Regions from separate parts of the Mus musculus genome. Here region 2 is linked to region 1. A link is a contact called in public promoter capture Hi-C data. All regions are on one chromosome and are shown on one strand. The core of a region is the stretch at or near the end of the contact, and the rest is flanking DNA. Distances in the headings are between cores, read along the strand shown. Region 1 overlaps Pax6 (paired box 6). Region 2 overlaps Elp4 (elongator acetyltransferase complex subunit 4).

Evidence for each region. Capture Hi-C pulls out chosen DNA fragments and counts their contacts.
Region 2: a contact with region 1 is called in a promoter capture Hi-C map of pancreatic islet. The contact joins two enhancer-like sites. A contact is called at or near these places in 1 of 15 datasets of contacts at CTCF or cohesin (stem cell-derived epiblast-like cells), 32 of 484 Hi-C or Micro-C datasets (the G1E-ER4 cell line, the HPC-7 cell line, the N1E-115 cell line and 16 more), 7 of 115 datasets of contacts at active chromatin or transcription factors (a beta-TC-6 cell line, cardiomyocytes, embryonic forebrain and 2 more) and 3 of 9 other capture datasets (adipose tissue, embryonic stem cells and pancreatic islet).

Annotation. Positions count from the first base shown.
Region 1 is chr2:105,683,888-105,690,380 of GRCm38.p6, reverse strand. Pax6 (paired box 6) reads right to left here. Exons shown (of 12, transcript NM_001310144.1): 4 at 6,423-6,493; 5 at 5,279-5,494; 6 at 4,438-4,603. Among named protein-coding and RNA genes, the nearest start is that of Pax6, 11 kb to the right of the region's middle. RefSeq lists enhancers at 1-454, 1,597-2,335, 3,253-3,586. Within about 2 kb of position 2,635, at least 32 of the 459 cell types and tissues checked have an H3K27ac peak or open chromatin away from gene starts, as enhancers often do. A contact at or near this core is called in pancreatic islet, where this site is marked.
Region 2 is chr2:105,790,514-105,797,006 of GRCm38.p6, reverse strand. It overlaps Elp4 (elongator acetyltransferase complex subunit 4), which reads left to right. Exons shown (of 10, transcript NM_023876.4): 8 at 2,382-2,490; 9 at 4,685-4,791. Among named protein-coding and RNA genes, the nearest start is that of Elp4, 110 kb to the left of the region's middle. Within about 2 kb of position 4,121, at least 10 of the 459 cell types and tissues checked have an H3K27ac peak or open chromatin away from gene starts, as enhancers often do. A contact at or near this core is called in pancreatic islet, where this site is marked.

The DNA.
Region 1 (6,493 bases), core at 1,386-3,885:
AATAGGCCGCGCCTTCAAAGCGTTCAGGGAATTGTGACAGGATCTAGTGGGATCTTTTCAGGAACTTTGAAATGTTTTAAAACCCCAACTTTCTCCCCCATTTAAACAGGCGGATTCATCGGCACTGGCCACCATATGGGCCCTTGGAGATCTATTGAGATGACCACCAACACTTGAATAGCGAGGGGCTGCTTTTCAGCACCACACAATGCCCCGCGAGTAAGGGAAACTATTAAACTCCTGGGGCAGGAGCGTTGGCAAACTTTCGTGGGCAGAATTTTGAGGCCACAATAAGCACGGACAACAAAAGGATTCTCTCGAGGCGTGCAGCGGGCCACATTGTGTTACAAGAAGCTCAGTCAACAGACTTTTCAGCGAAGTGTGTTAACCCCTCTGCACTGCTATCATTAATCACTGTCCGGAGAGCGGGCGCCGCGGTGCTATTTAGGGCGCTTGGCTGGGGGGTGTGGGGGGGGTGGATGGGGGGCCAGGGTAGGGGGTGGAGGGAAGTGGGGAGGGTGGATGGGGACCAGAGCTGGGGCTGAGGGGAGGCTAAAGGAGAGAAGCTAAAGAGGAAGGATGGTGTGGGGGAGGGGCAGAGAAAGATGGAGGGCTCCAAAGAGATGGTGGTCAAAAAGGATAAGAAGGGACAGAGGGGAAATGTTGAGGAAAAAGAGACTGGAGAGTCGACGGAGAAGGGAGAAAACCACGAAAAGGAAAAGGAGGAGGGAGCGTGTATTGGTAAACAAGCCGCAGGCATCTTGCCCTACTTCAGATGAATGGGGGAGGGGAGGGTCGCCTGCCGAAGGAGACGCGCCGAACTCACGTGTAGGGGCACAAGTGGCTGTACTAATTTGCTGCCCCAGGTCTCTTGAGGACTCTTCAAAGTGGTCCCCCCACCCAGGGGGGAAAATGATGAGAGCCTGTTCCTTTTCCCTTTTATTGTCGGATTCGGTGAAGGAGGATACATTTTTGTCCCCCACCCCACCCCACCCCGTTGGAACTACTAAAAAAGTCCATCGGTTACTGCTTTTGGAAAACACAATCCTGCCTGGTCACTTATGCCTCCACCCAAAAGAAAAGCCCTGTCCCTTCTCTAGCACGTTAGATCTTGTCAATTAAACAAAGCTGGGGGTCTCCCTCTGAAGACGCCAGCACATAGCGTTTCTCTATTCTCATCTGCTTCTTGGACATCCTCTTCATTTTAAAGCATGGGGGTTATATTGACAGTCCTCCACGCTCAGGCACTACTTATAGATTAGCATGTGCTGGTTACATAAACCTAGGATTTGCGCTACCTTGAAAAATGATATTTAGGGACAAAAAAAAAAAAGTCTAGAGGAGCAGGAAAATGGCATTTAAACCCCGTTTTGCTGCTTCTTTTTAAAAGTGGAGTTAGAGAACGCTACGGGATTCACCGCCGCCTGCCCGCCCGCTGCCGCCGCCTCTTAACCAGCCCAGAAAGCAACCCTGAAAATGTGTTCACTACTTTAAAAGTAGCAAGTGTTTGCAGCCAGGTGACTGAGTGCTCACTTAGATAGAGCTGGAGGGTTTTTTGCTCCCTCCCCCCAACCCCACCCCCGCCTTTGGTGGCTTTACCTTCCACCCTTAAATCTTTTAAGAAACTAAAAATAGAAGTTAGAGCTTTCTAATTCCCCCACACGATAAACTTAAGTGGCAGACAATTAAGATATCTCCTTTAAAAGGCGTCCCCTCCTAGCGGCGCAAAGAAGGGACCTTCAATGGGCGCCGTGCACCTCCCAGGCTAATCCCAGAGAAGAGTGAAAGCGCCTCCCATTATCCCAGCCCCAGGACCATCTGACGCAGGGGATAGGATTTGTTTCCTGGAAGAAGAAGAGGAGAGAGAGAAAGAGAGAGGGAGAGGCGGGGAAACAGAAAAGAAAAAAGAAAAAAAAAAAGACGCTGGGAAATAAAATCATTCCTTAGTTTCTTAGTGTCTTAATCAGTGAGGCGGAAAACAAGCAAGAAAAGATAGCAACGCGGTTGCGGAACCTTTTCAGCTCCGGAGCGCAGATCAAAACATTGAAGCATCTGTTGAAAGGAGGCTGACTAAATCCTATAGAGGGCCTGGGTATTATGGGGGTTGGGGCGAGGGAAGGAGATGAGAAAAAGTGTCTTCGTGATCCCTAAAACCACCAAATCGCTGGAGAATTGGGGCTGGAATAGAGTCGTCTCGTTATTGTCAGCCCACGTCGTCAGGATTTTATTCACCGCCGCGTGGCGTAGATCAGATGGAAACCATATTTGTCTCCCTCAGAGACCTAACCTCTCCTTATGCTTCTGGAAATGGACTCTTTACAACCCCAGATCAGCCTCTTGGGCTGGAAAGGAGGCCAGGGAGGGAGGGAGACCCTCTTAGCACCAAAGGGCCAGAGAGATCCCCAGGAATTTAAGCCTGGATAGCTGACACCACAGACCGAAGTCCCCACGCCCAAGATTCTCCTTTCCAGCCACTCTTCCTCCCCACACTGGAGGCGGAGCAGAGAGCCTGGGGGAAAATGCACTTAGGTGGGGGTAAATAAGGTGGGTGGGTGGGACATTCAAGAAGTGTATGACCCAGCACACTCTAGTATCTAGCTGCCTTGAGTTAAAAGTCCCTGAACTAGCGCCACCTCTCGCCCTCAGCGGTCACCACCAGGCCTTTCCCTTTTAGTCTCTAGTTGTCCAGCTCTCCAGGAGGAAAACGTGCCCTAAGCAGGCAACACTTCCTCTAGCGGAAGTTATTGCCCTGGACTTTAGTCTTGGCACCCAGAGACAGGAAGAGGGTGTTCATTCCCTGGTCTCCATGCAAACCTGAGCCCCAAACGCCAGGGAGCACAGGAGTGGAGGGCTTCTGAACTCAGCCCTCCTAGATCTGAGCTTCTGGGCCTATTGCCCACGACCGAGACACCTTCGATCAAGTGGGCGGGGAAGGGCTTAGCAGAACTTTAGAGTGCTGGGGGTGGAGAGTGGATGGTCACCAGTTGAGGTTCTAGCTTCTCTGGGGTGTGTTCTTTGGGAATGCATGGAGGAGTCAAACCTCAGGCCCTGCATGGTTGGTTATATCTTTTCCTAGCTGATCTTTATAGACACCGGAGATGCCTGGACCTGTGAGCACTCTGAGCTCCAACTCAAAGCTGCAGGTTCGAGGTCACCTGAGCCGCGGCGAGGTGTCACCCAAGGGAGCCCGGGCCTGTACATCAGAAGCCTGCACTGACCAAGAGCGGCAGCGGTGCTGGGAAAACCAGAAAGGAACACTTTTCTCCCTACCGTCCCAGTGTCCGTCCTATATTGTTTTCTGCTCTTAAAACTGACATGTCTAATTGGCAATTGGTGCCGAATCGTGTCCAGAGGTCTCTTGTGGAACATTTCTACAGCTGTCTCCTTCAGCTAGACGCTTATTCATGTCGCCTTAATGAGAAACAAAACGTTCTCTAATGAGCAATTACAGAGCGACAGGATTGTTCCCATAACAAATTCTTGCAAGTGACAGAAGCATCCTTTGTACCAGATATTTCGCATACTGTTACCGATTTTCCCTTCTCTAACCCGGCTCTGTGGAGGCGCCCTGCACGCGGGGCCGGTCTAAGAGCTCACCGATTCACAGCAGCCCCTTCGCCATCCCTGGGCAGCCCCCCCCCCCCCCCCCGGCCCTATGCCCCAGGCTCTGTGGTGCTCCGGGGGAGTGAGACTCCTCGTCCCATTATCCCCGCATATTATCTCCTTGTCACGAACACAACAAATACCGATTAATCTTCGAAGTAAACTGTTTCCTATTCTTGACCAAGTTACCTCGGTGTGAGTGGGAAGGAGAGAGAGCCAACCCACCCGCTCTTCTTCCTGCACCCTTCTCACAGATCCTGGGAAAGGAAAACATAGTTCCTATCTGCCCCCTGGCCCCAGAACCTCTTCTCTTAGCCTCAGCCCAGTACTCGGTTTCCCTACCCCACTTGTAACCAGTTGCAACCACCGAGAATAAGAACTGGAACTGGGGGGGGGGGAGTACATGGGTTAAAGTTGGGGGAGGGAACTGGCCATGCACATGGGGTTAGGGGGTCCGCCTTCTCCTACCACCTTACTCAAAGTTACATAATTGTCAATTACTTCAAAAGCAAATAATACAATTATATTTACTTTGCAGTCTCTCGGTGTGTTAACTTGTCTCAGTTGTACTGCGAGTGCACACTACTGCATTATAATGTCAAATTTGAATAAGGCACCACTAGGTTCGACCTTACACATGTACAATCTCCTAACCACTTCATACAACCCTTGACATACATAATCCTTACAGTCACCAAGATGCTTTCACAAACACCAATTACAAAGTGAGGTTGGGGTACCTAAGCCTTCCAGGATTGTACCCTCTTTAATCTCCTAGGTACTGGAAGCCCAGAGGAGTAAAACACTTCAGGAAGGTGGCTGCTTGAGTTTTACCTTGCGTGGGTTGCCCTGGTACTGAAGTCCCGGGATACCAACCAGGGCGTGTGCCCCAGCTTCCGGTCTGCCCGTTCAACATCCTTAGTTTATCATACATGCCGTCTGCGCCCATCTGTTGCTTTTCGCTAGCCAGGTTGCGAAGAACTCTGTTTATTGATGACACCTGCAAATCAAACCAAATGGTAGTGTCTCCGAAAGACACGTAGTCACCCCATCTTAGGTCCCCATCTCAGCTCTCCCAAGCTTTAAAGAATGACCCCACTACACATGCAAAAGCTCCCAGCCATCCTGGAACAGTCTGTGGATTTTTAACTTATTTTGTGGAAAGAATGGCAGCTATCATTTTGTTCCTGGAAATGAAGTTGGGTGTAAAGGAGGGAGCAGTCCTTCACCTCTGTAGATATCACGAATAACCGCTCACTGGGCTGCTCCGCTTTGATCCAAGACTCAGTGATAAAAGACTTACTTTAGAGATCTACTTTATCGGAGAGCAGAAATGGATGCATGTTGCCTGAAAGAAGCTTCAGGAAAATGCTTTGAGGGGAATTTAGAATCTGGTTTTCATTTTCATTTCCAAGTGCCTTTCCCTAGTTCCTTTGACCCCTGGTCTGTGGTATCCAAATGAAGGGAACTACTCCTCACACTTCACCCCCATTTTCCAGATGGTCAAAAAGTCAAAGCCCACCTCTCCATACCCCCAGGTACCCTGGAGACAAATCAGGGAAGAGAGGGAGAGAGATGGCAAGGCCTGGGGAGAGAAAAGAGCAGGAGGAGATAAAGACGCGCCAGAGATGGGCCTTGGGGCAAGGTAGACACACGATGTTCACAATAAACTTACACTGGGTATGTTATCGTTGGTACAGACCCCCTCGGATAATAATCTGTCTCGGATTTCCCAAGCAAAGATGGAAGGGCACTCCCGTTTATACTGGGCTATTTTGCTTACAACTTCTGGAGTCGCCACTCTTGGCTTACTCCCTCCGATTGCCCTGGGTCTGATGGAGCCAGTCTCGTAATACCTGCCCAGAATTTTACTCACACAACCGTTGGATACCTGCATTAGGGAATTGGACAGAAAACCACATTATTAATAATTTCAAGACAAAAATAAAATTGTTTAAGTATGCATTAAACAATGACAAGCTTACGTTTTCATTGTCCAGCACCTGGACTTTTGCATCTGCATGGGTCTATAACACAAAAATATACCTTCAATGGTACGAGAACTTACTGTAGAGAGCTTTTTTTTTTCTTAAAAATTACATTTGTAGCCCTAAAACTACAAATAATGATGATACTTTCAAACACTTTGAATTATTTTTTAAAAGCTTTTTTTAAAAAAAACTATTTTTCTAAACACTGTGTGAAGATGCATCAAAACGAAGTCAGGTTAATTTTTTTGTGCTGACCTTGCCTAAAGTAGTATTATGTTGTGAAGAACAAAGGGAAAATAATGGAATTTTTATGATTTTTCCCTTAAATTTTTGCCCAGTTGAGCAAATGTGAATTAGGAGTGGATAACATTTGCCTTTGAAAATCCATATACATTCTTCACAAGCGTGATGGATGCAAACAATTCTCTAAAATCTGAGGTTAGCACGGGATGGGAAGAGGGGAATGAAATTATCCCAGCTTATATAACTCAGCTCATTACAGTTTGTACACTGTTACCACAATGAATGTCTTTACCAAATGAAAAAAGTATATTTTTAATTCACTCACATTCTTTTTCTTACGCAGATGAATTATCTTACATAACTGACTGAGGTTGGAAGAGACAGGGACCTTGGTGGAAGGAGAGGGGAAAGCTGGAAGGTAAGGGAAGTGGTGGGGATGGAGTTGGTGAGGGTGGTGTAGTCAGTAATTAGTAGCGTTTACAGTAAGAAATGAAGAGAGGACGCTTAGAGTGGAGGGCCGCAGGACGAGGGGGCGGGGTGGGGGTGGGTAGGGAGCGGCGAGTAGGGCAGCCATGGGAGGATCACCTGCAGAATTCGGGAAATGTCGCACGGCCGGGCCCCGCTGTGAGCTAGCTCTACGATCTTCTGCCGGGTGG
Region 2 (6,493 bases), core at 2,872-5,371, 110 kb before region 1:
AGTATGGAGCTTAGAAATGCCATAAATAAAGTACATAAATAAGTGACCACACTTCTGAGAAACGTTGAATTCAGGCTGCACATGCTGCTTTAGATTCAGAGTCCATTAGTTTTCTTTGGTCAATATAATTAATTTATTGCTTATAAGCTGTCTTTTAAAAGACCTAAAAAATTGATGTCTTTCAATGTCTTATTAGTTAACTTTAGGGTTAAATGAGGAAAAGAAATAACAGTGTTGGGTTAGTCATTTAAATACACAGCACTTTTCTGTTAGAACAGAATTAGAAGAAAAACCAGTCCATCTTTAAATCTTACAGTTCTGTTAATTATATAATTGAGAAGACCCAAGTTGATGTGCCTGAAATCTTGAATAGGTGAATTCTAACAAACTGATATTTAGACACAAAGACTCCCTTTTATTTAGAGATAAAAGTAATCCTGACCTTTTAGGTTAAGAAACACTGTCAGTAGCCTTGCTAAGCTCTTGCTCATCTGATGGTCCGTAACATTAGTACTCTTCTCAGTTGAAATTATACTAAAAAAGAAGTGATAGGATCCTGCTGGTTATTATCCAAGATTCTTCTTGATAGGGAACCACATGGCTTTTCTTCATCTCCCACTTGTTCTCACCCTTTACTATCAACCCAGCCACACCCCACCCCCATCCCAACATTGTTCAGTACTCAGCACAATGAATCATTTTCAAATTGACTCATTGTGAACTGTCTCCCAGCTGTTGGAATGTCTGGCAGACATTTTTGTTTGGGTGAAGAATAACTGGCTGAAACCCAACCTGGATGAGTTTGATATAATGGTCTTTGGCTGAGGGACTATTGAGAGGAGCATGTCTCTGGCCCCTGAAGCCCCTGTTATTTCTGGAGGAGTACCATCCCCTGTGGCACAGCACTGAAAGGAAGGAATCAATCTGGATTATTTTCTCGCCATTGACTGAAGAATTGCCTTAAGGAAAATAGCCATTTGCAAATATTATATGTATCTTATAGTGTGTCCACATAATTGAAAGTTTTTTTTCGAGTTAAGGAAAACTTGTTCACAGTCTCCTTTTGAGACCACAGATGAGAGGCTGAATTGCCCTCCTCACAATGTGCACGCCTCCTATGGAGGAGCTACAAATACTACCTAGAGTTTGAGCTAACCAGCCATTTCAGCAGAATGTTTGGAACCCAGCCTACTGTGCATGTCCCTTTAATCATACAGTACCAGCGTACCCTCTTTCTCTCCATCCTGACCACTCTTCACAAAGGTACTTAAGAAACAAGATCGGCACTAAGCCCAGTAGCCATCCTGAAGCGTTTATAAAATGACCATCTCTGTGGTCTCTCCTCTTAACAGCAGACATAGCAGCAAACAGACCAGTTTTCTTGACTGCCTTACATCTCCTATCCTTTTCTTCTAAAGTTAGTTTTTAAACTAGGGATCTGACCAAATATAAAATGAGAGTTTCAAATTTTCACAAAGAATAATTTATTTTAACAAATCTATATCAGTAGAGCATAAATGTCCTGATGTGTTATATAATTAAACTTTTCAGGCTTATCAATCTATCAGGAATCACCGTACTTTACGTGAAGTAAAATAATTGCAAAAGCAACTGGCTAATCAGTGATTTTACTTTCCTGTCCATGAATTCTGAGTGGCTTGGGGTCATTACTACCTTAGCAACTGGGTATTCTATGCTTAAAACCATGTTTATGTATTGTTTTAATCCAGCACCAGGACATTTCCTAAACTGTTCTGTTTAGCACTATTGAATTCATCTCAAGCTGTGTTGAGGAAGGTGTTAGCCATTGGTCAGTGCTAGGCAGTTTCTTTGCCTTTCTTTGTTGTTACTCTAGAGCCAGATGGCAGCATCTGGAAAGGACCACAGGAGACTCCAGAACTAGCCACTTTACATCCCCTTACCTGGACCGTCCCATGTTTTGAATATGTCGCCGGACCTGAGGTGTTATTGGACTGAGATCCAATCAAGCTGATGGGCAGCAGTGAGCCTCTCACCATGCTTGCCATGTGCTGTCTATCTTTCTCAGCCCTATTGTCTGCCAAGTTCTCCAGTATACAGGAGCAAAGTAATGAGAAAAGCAAAGTGTAGCCCCTGCATTAGGCCAAAGGAACAATACTTAATGTTTCCTATGAAGGTTTGCCTTGCCTTCAACTCTTCAAACTCACATAGAATACTCATGTAGCTCAAATCACTCAACTAGGAGACTATTTCATCTGTTTTTCAGACTGTAGTACATTTAACTTTTATTTATTAATGTTTCTTACCTCCACTAAGATTTGTAAGATGGTATAGTAGCATTGTGTAAATGTTTTATTTTGTAATTAATTATAACATGAGTATTCCATTTCCATGTTTTTCAGAATAAATCAATTACTACTCGTGTGAGAAATTTGTCAGATACAGTAGTTGGTCTGGAATCCTTTATTGGTTCAGAGAGAGAGACTAACCCATTGTATAAGGATTATCATGGTAAGTATCATCTCTGTCATGAAAAGCACATGTCCTGAGTGCTCCTCACATACCCGAAAGCATCCTTCTGCTCTCATTACAACATCTGCTAAACATGGTGTTTATTTTATTCCATTGTTAACATTTTTCCCTCCTGGTTAATTTTCTATTTAAGCTATTTATCAAACTAAGATTGCAGGTTATAACTGAAATTAGTCAAACCCAGGATCTGAAGTATTGTTGTGCCAGTGGCTTAAGGTTTATATGAAATCAGCCATGTTTGAAATAAGTATATTTATAAATGTCCCTAATTTTAAGATGCACAATATAAACTACCTCTGATGCACAATATAAACTACCTCTGCATTTTGAATAACAAATACTCACATTGTAACAGTGTACCAGCATTCCTGTGATATATACAGGTTTATAGTTTACAGAGCTAGCTATGCGGTATGGTACATCCCAGTCTGAGATGTAGCTTACTGGTAGAGCCTTTTCCCAATATGCACACTGATGTAGGTTCAGTCCCCAGCACTAGCACTTTAAATGGGGGGTACATATTACCTTGTCACCCTGACATGCCTAAACTCAGAAAAGTTGATTGAACATTTTACTACATTGCAGTTTTGGTTTGGTTTGGTTTGGTTTAGTTTGGTTTGGTTTGGTTTGGTTTGGTTTGGTTTGGTTGGGTTTGGTTGGGTTGGGTTGGGTTGGGTTGGGTTGGGTTGGTTTGGTTTGGTTTGGTTTGGTTGGTTTGGTTTGGTTTTGATGGTGGAGATTGAACCTCCTGCCTTGTGCATTATAAGTTATATTATCATTTATAAGTGTTCATATATAAACTTACTGAAATTGTTTTATATTCTAAATATAATTTGCTTAAAACATTTCAAAAGTTGAACTGTCATTCTGAAACAGAGATTCTGAAATCTCTGAATGAGTAAATTTTTCCTCATGTGTAATGAATAATTATATTTGTAAACTTTCTTATAATAAGAAAAACCTGAGAATAAAATAATTAATGAGTTTTATAAGGACTCCTATCTTAATAATTACCTGACCAGTACATGTACCATGAGGGAAAAATGAGAAATGTGTTGTCCTTATTCCTGTTAAACATACTTTATTTACTAAATAAGTATGTATGAGATGTTTAATTGTTATGAGCTATTAATGAGAAGTAGGTGGTAAATATGATCAAAATGCATTCTCTGGAATTTTCAAATAATTTATTACCATATTGTATTTGAAATGTAAGCATATTTATTTTGATGAATTACTTGGAAGAAAATGTTTGTAGCATTCTCTAAATCTGAATTCATGCAGATATTAGCGCGCACACACACACAGACAGAGGCAAGCCGTTCTGTAATAAGGTCTGTCTACTCCAGTCTGACATTTGGTGTCTCTTATCCCATGTTCAAGGATCAGTATCGCTGACATGGTGTTCTTAAATATGAGCTGAGTCAGGCAAAAAGATATGCTGAAGAACCTTCCATGTCTTCATCTGTGGGAACTGACCCCTGGTTTAGTCAGAAACTACACAAAAGCCATCCAGTGCCTTGTCAGTAAAGATTAGCAAGTGTTTTTGCTGATGAGGCCCAGAGCTCACGGTTTACCTAGCACTGCCGCAGAGCTTCTAATGGCCACATAAGGGCCTAACGTGCCATAAAAATCAGGGTTTCCGGATGGCGTGCAGACTAAGGTTTGATCTAGACCATGCTGAAATGTACTTTTCTTCAACAGTTTGGTCAGTGCACAAAATGAAATACTTTTTATTGGTGTTTTGCAGGTTATCAATAACCCGAAAGCCTTGTTTTGCTGGCTGCTTACTGGTGCATTTAATAAAATAAAGATTGTTGAGTGGTGCTTTGGGCAGCATGCAAGGTGATAGCCATATTTGCTTACTGTAAATACGAAAGAAAATCCCACGCAGACCGGCTGTAGTTTTGACAAGTATTAAGGTCCCTCTTTACATCTGTACTCCTGTACCAAAATGCAATTAGTTTTCCTCGCTCAAAGATTTCTGTTTATCTTATTCTGCTTGATTACTTGAGTATAATCACGCCATTTGCTCCACTGCTCCTGGTAGTCAGCTCCACTTTTAAAGGGAGGATGCTTGTGTGTAAATGTACAGATTCTGCTGTAAGACTCCTTAATTTCTGCCTCTGATGACAGTACTTAAGGCTTTCTCTTTTCATTTCCTTTCCACGAGGTTTGATCCATATACGGAAGATTCCTCGGCTTAATAACTTGACTTGTGATGAATCGGATGTCAAAGACTTAGCTTTTAAGTTAAAAAGGAAGCTGTTCACCATTGAGGTAAGAGACTTTTTATGTTTTTGTTTACTGTTTTAAAGTAAATGGTCCCCTTATGCCTGATTTTCACTGTAATAAAACATCTAAATATATTTCAGGCTACAAATTAAGTACTTTTGTTATAACAGACTAATTTTTGTTATATTTTCCTCATTCTAGTCATGTATTTTTATTCAGGTAGAACAAAAAAAGAATCTTTAATAGCTATTAAAAATAAGCTCCAAACTCAAATGATAAATACGACATGGATCTCCAAGGCTTTCAAAAGCATTTAATTAAATGTTAATGAGCTGGGCTTACTGCATGTGGAATATGAATGCTACCCACAACTGTGTATGGATAGCAAGTTTATCCCTACCTCATAAAGGTTTCTTTGTTTGTTTTATTTGGTTTGTTTTGGTTTTTAATATCAGGAAAATTCATTTAATTTTTAAAATGTTGTATTAAGCAAGGTATGAGCTATATACTAGTGGCTGTAAGTAAATTTTCTACATGTGTATTTTTGTGACCTTTCTGCAAGCAGGATGACAGAAAGCAATACAAAAGAATTATTTCAGCTCAATCTTGCTAAAGAGCAAATGAACATGGAACTATTAAGCAATTAGAGTTGATATATTTATTAATGAATTAAATGTTCAGAGAGATAGCTTTGGGTGGTGTGATACTTATCAGTATAGTTGCTGCAATTTTTTTTTAAAAAACAAAGACATAAAACAGCCAAACTGCCTTGACAAACCATTTTGTTTAATCTCTTTTCAAATGAAAAGCTCTTAAGCAGGCCACTTGTCTTAACTGCTTGAAACCATAAAAAGGGAGAATTACTACCAATAAATTAGCATATTTTTAACTTCATCACCAAACGATCATCAATGTGGCTTGGCACTGCTTTGGTGTTTGGGACTTCACCCTTAAAGTGACCACTTTGGCCCTTCTCTGACCCTCTGCCCTCTTTAAGCTGGCCACTTGATAAGGTAACTTAATGGCTCTCTCTCTTTCTCTGTCCCTTCACGTTTACAAGTAGCACTAACCTATAAATCATCATAAGGGTCCTATCCTGTGACAAATTAATGTGCCCTCCTCCTAATTAATGGTCATCAATGTCCTTAATTATCTAATCCTATTGAGGGCAGTTAATAGTTAATCAGGCAGCCAGTTCTTCAGGCAGGTCATCTCTGCAGGAGTGTTAGAAGTTCCTCATCTGGGGAATACTCCCTTCAAAAGCCACTTAAAACCCAAAGAGAAGTGTGTAGAAATAGTGATTCTTGAGCTAATTTGCTTTACTTCTCAAAAGATGCCATAGAAGTGGGGCCTAAGACTGTAATTGTGTCAGCATTGTCTCAGCTTTTCTGATGAAATACTGAGTGACTTACCCTCTAGAAAGTTTAGGTTTTAGCTTATTGTCTGGCAAAAGTATGCTTCCATTTTTTAAGTTGAATTTATTTTTCAAATATAAAATTTTCCCTCTACATGGTTATTCTTCCAACATCCCCAATATTTTTAAAACCAAGTCTATGATATCATTTTTATTATATGCAAATTAAGCAAGAATTCCTCAGTAGAAAAGTTCCTATGCCCAAAGTAGAATGATCATGTGCATCCTGTTTATGACCTTGCTCAGTGTCTCCTGGCAAGCATAAAAATGACCTGCGTAATGTCAAGTGAGACCACTCCCTTCAATAGCAATAGGTCTAATAGAAAATGCCAT